Regions from separate parts of the Salmo salar genome. Here region 2 is linked to region 1. Evidence: chromatin contacts called from public Hi-C data. All regions are on one chromosome and are shown on one strand. Each heading gives the region's core, a stretch centred on a gene start, on an enhancer-like site or on the middle of the called end of the contact. The rest is flanking DNA. Distances are from core to core; before and after follow the strand shown. Region 1 holds the start of LOC106569799 (WD repeat-containing protein 48). Region 2 holds the start of eif2b5 (eukaryotic translation initiation factor 2B, subunit 5 epsilon).

Region 1 (5,087 bases), core at 1,164-3,663:
TGATTGGCTGACAGCCGTGGTATACCGACAGTATACCACAGATATGACAAAACATGTATTTTTACTGCACTAATTTAGTTGATAACCAGTTTATAATAGCAACAAGGCACCTCGGGGGTTTGTGGTATATGGCCAATATACCAAGTCTAAGGCTTGTTGCGTCGTGTCTAAGAACTGCCCTTAGCTGTAGTCTGGTGGCCATATACCAACCTCCTCGTGCCTTATTGCTTAATAAGTAGACACAGTGGAAGCTCATGCAGTTTATTTTGGTTGAGGGAATAGAAAAGCTTCTCAGCAGCTACTGACAAAGAAAAACATCAAGACGAAGCAGCTGCTTTACAAGTGGGACACATTGTTGACACTACATCCCGAGGGGTTCGTGCTGATTGTACGGAGATTGTGACAGCCGGGTTAAAATGGCGTCCCTTGACAGGGCAAGAACAAGATGTATGTCAGGAGAAGTGCAATATTATCATAAGGAGATTTATACTTGGAATACAGAGGAGGGAAAAAGAGAGGCAGAGGAGGTCTAAGAAAGAGAGGGAGGAAGAGGGTGAGCTTGAGTCGGTTAAAAATGGCAGAAAAAGGGAGATTGTTTGTTATAGAAGAATGGTTAGAAAGCGTAAGCAGAGTGAGTTGAAGACAGGAAGAGAAATGGAAATGAATGAGGGCGAAGTATCGGAGGTGGTTGGTGTGGTGAAGTTCTCGGAGCCCGAGGCTTGAACTGAGGGTCAGGATAAAGATGAGTCTGTGACAGTAGGAGTGGCATTTTTGTTAAAAGTGGACCCTTGCCATTCAGCTGATCCATTTGTGGTTTCAGGGTGGGTGAAAACAGAGTTGGGTGCCGTGGAATGGGTGAGGTAACCAGAGGTGGTCTTGTGATAATTGTTTGTGTTTCTACTAGTCAGAGGGAATAGGTGTTCTGCGTTAAAAGAATAGAGACAGGAGAGGTGAATTGTTTTGCTTTCAAGGAAAGGGAGCCATTGAGAGGAGTGATTACTGGTAAATGTGAAAGTTTACCAACTGAAAGAGAAGATTTCCGGTGTTTGTGATGCTCGTCATTTGGTGCAACACAGACAGGGTGGCGAGAGTGGTGAAACAGAAGAGTCATTTTCTGTCCTTTTAAGTTTTGATGTTGAGTCTTTGCCCGACAAAGTGATGTTAGGATATATAAGTTATCCCATATGAGCTTTTGTTCCGAATACATTACGTTGTTACAGGTGTCAAGCTTTTGGGCATGTGGCAGCAGTGTGTAGGAGGGAGGTTCCTAGGTGTGAGAAGTGTGCAGAAGGGCATGAGACAAAGGAATGTGTAGCATTGGGGAAAGTAGTGGTATGTGTTAATTGTAGGGGTGCCCATGGGGCTGGGGATCAGAAATGTCCCATGTGAGAGAGGCAGGTTGGGGTTTCCAGGGTTAGAGTAGTGCAGAAGTTCTCATATGCTGAGGCAGTGAAGAAAGTAGAGGAAGATGGGTCAAGGGGGAGGGATCCTGAGAGGAGTGGTGTGACTAGAAGATCTGTAGCAGTACAGAGGGATAAACCACGAGTGATATATGTTTCAGAAAGATAGGATTTTTTTTTTAGCATTTAAAGCAATGGTTATCAACTGTACTGCAGGGATGGAACGTAAGCCACAGAAAAATGAGGTGGTGGTGGCAGCTGCATAGAGGTTTTTGGGTGTGCGAGACTTGACGTCAGAAGAGTTACAGGGTGTGTTAAGTTGTGTTGTCCCATCCTTTCAGTCCTGAGGTAGGACTAAATAGATTTAAATAGTGGAGTAGGGTGGTGGGTTTTTAGTGAGTGTAGAGTTAGATGGTAGGGTATTTGTTTATTATTATTTTCGCGCAAAGTATAAGGGTGTTATACTCCAGTCTAGTAGGTGGCTAATGCAACATTTATTGGATGCCAACCGCCGTTAGACCTCATCGACGAAGAAGAACGTGTAGCAAAGATTTTTATAACTAATCCAAGATAGATCACTGCTTGTCGTTTCCGATAGAAACAAATGAGTCATAGTGGGCAGAACAAGCAAAGGAGGTGGGCAGAGTCTAGCACAAGCTACCAAGATCCTATTGGCACGTTCTAGAAAATATTTGCATGTTTCAGTTGGTCAACGCCTACTCTGTGAAGTGCCCGTGTGCACTACCTAAATTCACCTTTGCACTCCTAAACAATGCTATGTTTTAAAACTTTGGCAAAGTCTACAAAACTTTGTCCACTCTGTTCATAAAATATTCTAGTTTTAAATACATAAAACTTTATTGAGATCAAATTATTCATCGATGAGAAAATGTGCATAATGTCGGTCAAAATCCATCTCGTTCCATCTTCTCCCACTGCCGGCCATAGTTACTTGTGATTGGAAACGCCAAGCGGATGCTTCACATTTTTACATCCGTTAAAATATCAGTGTCATTATTCTATCTGTGCATGGTGTTTCTTCTCGGATGTGACGTGTGAGGGTTGACTGTCAACATGTAAGATGGCGGCCCACCACAGACAGAATGCCGCTGGGCGAAGGAAAGTACAGGTCAATTGATATTTCTGTAATACAACTCTGTATACATGAAAATGCACACTATTCCAAATAGTGTGACAATGTGCACCACTAATCTTGGAAAGACGATGCAAATTGCAATCCAAGAATGCGTATCTCGTTACTGTTGACTCATCTCAAGCTAGTTAACGTACATGCTAGTTAGCTAACATGCTAAACACACGATTTGAAGCATGATTTGCTCGAACAAAGTAACATAATGAACTTGAGTTGTGCGACAATTTTATGTAATCATTGTTGCATTTCTTGGGGTATGTGTAAATTGTCATTGAATTGATAATTGCGATTCTAACATGTTAGCTGGCTCCCAAGTGGCGCAGTGGTCTACGGCACTGCATCTCAGCTAGAGGCGTCACTACAGACAACCTAGTTCGAATCCAGACTATCACAACCGGCCGTGATTGGGAGTCCCATAGGGCGGCGCACAATTGGCCCAGCGTCGTCTGAGTTTGGCCGGTGTAGGCCATCATTGTAAATAAAATTGTGTTCTTAACTGACTTGCCTAACAAAATAAAGGTAATTAAAAAAGCTGTGTTAGCTAGCTAACGTTAGCTAGGATCTTGAAACGTTAGCCTGTAGCTTACAAGCTAGCTAATGATGCGGACTGATCCTCGATGAACTAGCTGGATAAGTTGATGTAATGCATAAGTGAATGTAATGTAGTCATGGAGCCTCAGCCAACTTATAAACACACTGTATATAGATGTTTCTATTGTGTTATTGACTGTACGTTTGTTTATGTGTAACTCTTTGTGGTTGTTTGTGTCGCACTGCTTTGCTTTATCTTGCCCAGGTCGCAGTTGAAAATGAGAAACTTGTTCTCAACTGGCCTACCTGGTTAAATAAAGGTCAAATTAAAAACTTTTGGCCAAAGCGTTAGTCACGCATGCGCCAATGCTATAGCAGGGGTGTGTTCAGGCTATTATTGAACCTCCAACATTATTTGCAGGTATCTTATGTGATAAGAGACGAGGTGGAGAAGTACAATCGCAATGGGGTGAATGCTCTTCAGCTGGACCCTGCACTGAACCGGCTCTTCACGGCTGGAAGAGACTCTATCATCAGGATATGGAGTGTCAACCAGCACAAGGTACTGTATTGTGTCCCAGTCATCCTTTGATAAATCCTAATATTAGCATATCCCCATCCTAACTCTTTGTGAGCTGGTTTCCTGAAAAATCTCCATCGAATGTGTTTTAAGACCACGATTAGGCTTAATCTGTGTTTGGGAAACCAGCCATGTCACCACTTATGTTTAGTGAATGTTATTTTACCATAGCAGGACTCTTACATCGCTTCCATGGAGCACCATACAGACTGGGTCAATGACATCGTCCTCTGTTGCAATGGAAAGACATGTGAGTATTGTTATGTTCCCCAGCAAGAAACCAAAAATTGTCACTCAAACAGAAGGGGGAACTAACACACTAACAACCAAAACAGGTGGGGTTCTAAGTAAATAGGTAGCCTGCATGAGCGAGCAGGAGCCTATCTCCTGTTTCTGTAGAGTGAACCAGAACAGCTCATAGGAGCAGAAGCCTATCTCCTGTTTCTGTAGAGTGAACCAGAACAGCTCATAGGAGCAGAAGCCTATCTCCTGTTTCTGTAGAGTGAACCAGAACAGCTCATAGGAGCAGAAGCCTATCTCCTGTTTCTGTAGAGTGAACCAGAACAGCTCATAGGAGCAGAAGCCTATCTCCTGTTTCTGTAGAGTGAACCAGAACAGCTCATAGGAGCAGAAGCCTATCTCCTGTTTCTGTAGAGTGAACCAGAACAGCTCATAGGAGCAGAAGCCTATCTCCTGTTTCTGTAGCGTGAAGCAGCTTAATGTACAAGTACACCCCCTGAACAGGACGCTAGTCTTTCGCAGGGCCTTACCCCCCCATCTATCTTACCCCCCCATCTATCTCCTTAATGCTGAGTGCCAAACAGAGACGCATCAAATCAAACTTTATTAGTCACATGCACCGAATACAAAAAGTGTAGACTTTACCGTGAAATGCTTACTTACAAGCCCTTAACCAACAGTGCAGTTCAAGAAGATTTAAGAAAATATTTACCAAGTATACTAAAATAATAATAACGAGGTTATATACAGGGGGCACCGGTACCGAGTCAGTGTGTGGGGGTACAGATTAGTTGAGGTAATTTGTACATGTAGGTGGGGGTGAAGTGACTATGCGTAGATAATAAACAGCGAGTAGCAGTAGTGTACAAAAGGGAGGGGTCAATGTAAATTGTCCGGTGGCGATTTTATTAATTGTTCAGCAGTCTTATGGCTTGGGGGTAGAAGCTGTTGAGGAGCCTTTTGGTCCTAGACTTGGTCCCAATTTTACGGTCTTTGGTATGCCTCAGCCAGGGATTGAACTCCCAACCTTCCGATTTCTGGGCGGACACTAACCACAAGGCCACTGACTTGGTCGGGGTTATGAAGACACTCGTGGTGACTACTGAAAGTTGCCTAGCAACAACAACTGGGACCTAATACACCCATCATGAGCCCACTAAATTTGCCAAAGAGGCAAATAAAA
Region 2 (5,087 bases), core at 1,512-4,011, 530 kb after region 1:
TATGACCAGCACTGTAACTGCGCGAGATAACTTTACCAGCATCATAGCATACGTATCGCTGAATCGTTGTGACATTAAATACGAGTGATAGTGTAATCAATGTGTAATAACTACGTAAAAAAAATGTATGTGGAGTGCAGTCATATTCAGGTCCTGATTGGTCAACAAGCTTATTTGACACGTCAAATGTATCTTTTTTGACTCACAAAGACCCAAACGACATTTCATAGGTATATGTAGCTCTCCAGGATGAGGTTTAGCCAACTCATGAGGATTGGCCACTCAAACCCTCCTCCTGGAGAGATGCTGGGTGTGCTGGCTTTTCCTCCAGCCCTGTTGTCTAAGGTCAAGGGTCAAAGGTGACTGACCGGTGCTCCTGTAGGGCCTGGCTGACGTCGATGTTGGATACGACGTCTCCGTAGACCAGGATGAAGTCGTTCCTCACCAGATTCTTGGCGTCCACATCCCGCAGCACGTCGCCGAGGGAACGGTACAGATCAGAGGTGATGATGTGGACCACGTTTGGAGAGGTGGGACGACACCACTTGGACTTACTGTTGGGAGGATGAGGAAACATTTATATTGAGAAAACCCTGTGTGTGTTTGGGCCCTAAATAGTGTCTATGACTAGTTTTTCCTGGTCAGAGTGTGTGTGTGTGTTCTTACAGCAGGTGGTCCTTGATCTTATTGGACATCCAGCAGCAGAAGACGAATGTCTCCTGAACACCAGTGGATGTTAGGAACTCCAGGGTGTAGTCTATCATGGCCACATTGCCCAACGGTAGGAGAGCCTGGATGGTACAAAACACAGCAGAGATGTGATGAGCGCAACAATGACCATCAGGTTTGGAGTCTCACATATAAAAGCATTAGGATGGTGTCGGGAAATCTGAAGTTCTGAGTGACGCTGGCTAGCACTCACGTGATATTTGGATTCCAAGATTAGACTGATGACCAGAATGATGGCAACTTTATTTTAATTTTCTTTAACTAGGCAAGTCAGTTAAGAACCAAATTCTTATTTACAACGACGGCCTACCAAAAGGCAAAAGGCCTCCTGCGGGGACAGGGGCCTGGGATTAAAAATAAATAATGAATACAATATAAATATAGGACAAAACACACATCACAACAAGAGAGACAACACAACACTACATAAAGAGAGACCTAAGACAACAACATAGCAAGGCAGCTACACATGACAACACAGCATTGTAGCAACACAACATAACAACAATATGGTAGCAGCACAAAACATGGTACAAACATTATTGGGCCCAGACAACAGCACAAAGGGCAAGAAGGTAGAGACAACAATACATCACACAAAGCAGCCACAACTGTCAGTAAGAGTGTCCATGATTGAGTCTTTGAAGGAAGAGATGGAGATAAAACTGTCCAGTTTGAGTGTTTGTTGCAGCTCGTTCCAGTCGCTAGCTGCAGCGAACTGAAAAGAGGAGAGTCCCAGGGATGTGTGTGCTTTGGGGACCTTTAACAGAATGCGACTGGCAGAATGGGTGTTGTATGCGGAGGATGAGGGCTGCTGTAGATATCTTAGATAGGGGGGAGTGAGGCCTAAGAGGGTTTTATAAATAAGCATCAACCAGTGGGTCTTGCGACGATTATACAGAGATGACCAGTTTACAGAAGAGTAGAGAGTGCAGTGATGTGTCCTATTGGAGCATTGGTGGCAAATCTGATGGCCAAATGGTAAAGAACATCTAGCTGCTCGAGAGCACCCTTACCTGCCAATCAATAAATTATGTCTCCGTAATCTAGCATGGGTAGGATGGTCATCTGAATCAGGGTTATTTTGGCAGCTGGGGTGAAAGAGGAGCGATTACGATAGAGGAAACCAAGTCTAGATTTAACTTCAGCCTGAAGCTTTAATATGTGCTGAGAGAAGGACAGTACACCGTACTTGTGTGAGGTGACTACCTCAAGCTCTAAACCCTCAGAGGTAGTAATAACACCTGTGGGAAGAGGGGCATTCTTCTTACCAAACCACATGACCTTTGTTTTGGAGGTGTTCAGAACAAGGTTAAGGGTAGAGAAAGCTTGTTGGACAAGTTAAAAACATATATATATATATATATTTTTTTACCAATGTCCATTTACTAGCAGGATTAATAAATGAACATTGTTGTTGTGCTTTTGTCACGATTAGTCTAGCAGCTACATGGATCTGATGGTGTCCCACTTAAAGAGATGATCATTTATCATGCCATCTGGAACAGTGATACAATTGCTGGTTCGCTACCTAACTAAACTACAGACGAGATCTGTTGACATGTGTCTCCCACAGATTTTCTACCACGAATATTACTAACTAGTTAGGAGGAAAACACATTGGCCATAATTGTTATGAAATGTTGCATTTCAAGAACACGAGGTTGCTTGCAAGAACGGTAGCTAGCTAGCTATGCTAGCGCTGTCATCCATTGACAATAACATGCATGCACTTAGCCCTAGATCATGACTCTCAGTTCCATCTGCCACCTAGAGTTTTCGAGCGCTAGCATGCACTATTAAGCCATGGCACCATCGCATACCCTGGGTTGGTCTTTGGAGATGGGGAAGAACCTCCGGTTGAAGCTATCGGCGACTAGCACAGCTTGAAGCGGCTGCTCCTCTTCCTCCTGTTCACTGGTGACATTACCTTTCTTCTGTTTTCCTCCTCTGCTAGACATGGTGTTTGTCTGAGAACTAGGTAGCTAGTTAACGTTACTAGCAAAATTTCAACAACCTTTCGTCAGATAGTAACAACCACAGATAGAACAATGAGCCAGATGTTGCACCGGATGTATAAATCTGAAGCATCCGGTTGGCATTTCCACTCACCACCAAATATGGTGATGAGAGGAAGCCCAGTGGCCGAAGATGAAGTGAGATGGATTTTGAACGACATTCTGCTAATTTTTTCATTGATGAAACATTTGATCTTAATACAGTTATTATCATTTTTTTAATTTAACTAGGCAAGTCAGTTAAGAACAAATTCTTATTTACAATGATGGCCTACCGGGGAACAGTGAGTTAACTGCCTTATTCTGGGGCAGAACAACAGATTTCTACCTTATTAGCTTGGGGATTTGATCCAGCAACCTTTTGGTTACTGGCCCAATGCTCTAACCACTAGGCTACCTGCCCCAAACTAAAATATAAAACCTCTTCTCCCAACTAAAATCTATATGTTTCTAGGCGTTCCCTAACGGAAATATGCAAATACCTGCTTGAACGTGCAAATAAGATCTCGCTAGATCGTGCTTGGTTCGCCCACCTTCTTGCTTGTTCTGTCCACTATGATTAAGGTTGTGGTCTATCTTGAGTTAGTTATACAAATCTTTGGTACAACTACGGTGTCTGCGTTGGGACCGGTCATCTTATTTGGTGGGATTTATCAGCGGTTGGCATCCAACGTTAATGGTGCATTACCGCCACCTACTGTACTGGGGTGTGGACTATGAGATTGAGAACTCTTGTTCTTCTTCCAGACCCTTATAAAACCGGTCTTAAAGGAAATGCAACATCGCCTGAAGGTTATCTTAACAACTCAATTAAACTTGGCTCCTCAATACCATTATTTCTTAAACCTCCCATACTGCTGGCACTGAAATAGGATGTGTTCCACAGTTCGTATCTCATCCTGGCAGTGATCACACTTCCAGTAGAGAAAAATGTTTATATATATTTTTTTTAAGTACTTAAATATGCATGTTTTAAAACAGTGCCCAACAGTTTACCAAACTTGTGCGATTTAAAAGAATGAAAGTATAGGAAACATTACTTTTTTCACCACGACCGGAGATCAAAGGTTTTACCCCCTTCTTTTTTTTTTAACCCCTTATCTAATGTTGTTGTTTTTTACCACTACATCAATGCACACTTTCCAGTTGGATGTTTATCCTACTACTGTATTTTCAAAGTGCTGTTGAGCCTTGTTAGTCCCAGTATCAGCCTTGTGATTACTCTTTCCTCCCTTCTCCTGGATATTGGGGTGGCAGGTAGCCTAGCGGTTAGAGCATTGGGCTAGTAACTGAAAAGTTGCTGGATCAAATCCCTGAGCTGACAAGGTAGAAATCTGTCATTTTGAACAAGGCAGTTAACCCACTGTTCCTAGGCAGTCATTGTAAATAAGAATTTGTTCTTAACTGACTTGTCTAGTTAAATAAAGATAATAATACAATTATACAGCCGTCGTCCCTTTACCGCACTGTTCCAGCAACTCTTGCCGTTTTTTTAACCACTGTTCTTATTAACCCCTTATCTTCTGCTTTATTGATTGTCATTTCCATCTTGACATTAGGATGTTTGAGAGCCTGTTTGGTGACAACATCCACTTCCTCATTCCCCTCTACTCCCACATGTGCTGGAACACAGAGGAACTTCACAACTACCCCCATCTGTCTCGCCCTAAACAAGCCAAGCACTGCAAAATCTCATATAAGACATCTTGTCTGCGCCAGTGACAGAAATGAATTTAAACTAATCAGTGCTGCACAGGAGTCAGAACAGATTAATACAATAATATGTATGGCCATGCAACTTTACTGTGTAAACAGAAATGATCCGTTGCTCTTTTTGTCACTGCCACCTGATGGTGCCGGAGGGTAGGGCTGCCGTCTTATCGGCTCTTAACCAACCATGCTATTTTGTTAGTTTTTTCGCGTTGTTCATAACTTGTTTTGTACATAATGTTGCTGCTCTTATGACCCGAAAAGAGCTTCTGGACATCAGAACTGCGACTACTCATCTCAGATTAGACAAAGAGTTTTTCTTCAAAGAGTCGGAGGGGAGGGATATACTAAGGACACCCGACACAGGCCCAGATCTCCATCATTTGCTGGAGAAGGAAACTGAGATTTCGCGGAAAAAGATCAGGGTGCTTTGTGAGGATCAGGCGGCGAGTGGCTAATCTGCCTTTGCCTTCCATCCTGCTAGCTAACGTTCAATCGCTGGGAAGTAAATGTCACGAACTGAAAGCACGTACAGTATATCCTACCAACGGGACATTAAAATCTGTAATATCTTATGTTTCATCGAGTTGTGGCAGAACGACGACATAAAGAATATACAGCTCTTATACA

What was found. A called contact is a pair of places that touch in the nucleus more often than the background predicts.
Region 2: a contact with region 1 is called in a Hi-C map of gill, with 3 times the contacts expected there. The contact joins the promoter of eif2b5 here to the promoter of LOC106569799 in region 1. A contact is called at or near these places in 3 of 3 Hi-C or Micro-C datasets (blood, gill and muscle).

The regions. Positions count from the first base shown.
Region 1 is chrssa14:46,377,401-46,382,487 of Ssal_v3.1, forward strand. LOC106569799 (WD repeat-containing protein 48) reads left to right here and starts at 2,414. Exons shown (of 18, transcript XM_014141421.2): 1 at 2,414-2,529; 2 at 3,506-3,646; 3 at 3,836-3,914. The coding sequence starts at 2,482.
Region 2 is chrssa14:46,907,781-46,912,867 of Ssal_v3.1, forward strand. eif2b5 (eukaryotic translation initiation factor 2B, subunit 5 epsilon) reads right to left here and starts at 2,762. Exons shown (of 16, transcript NM_001165302.1): 1 at 2,553-2,762; 2 at 667-791; 3 at 369-554. The coding sequence starts at 2,690.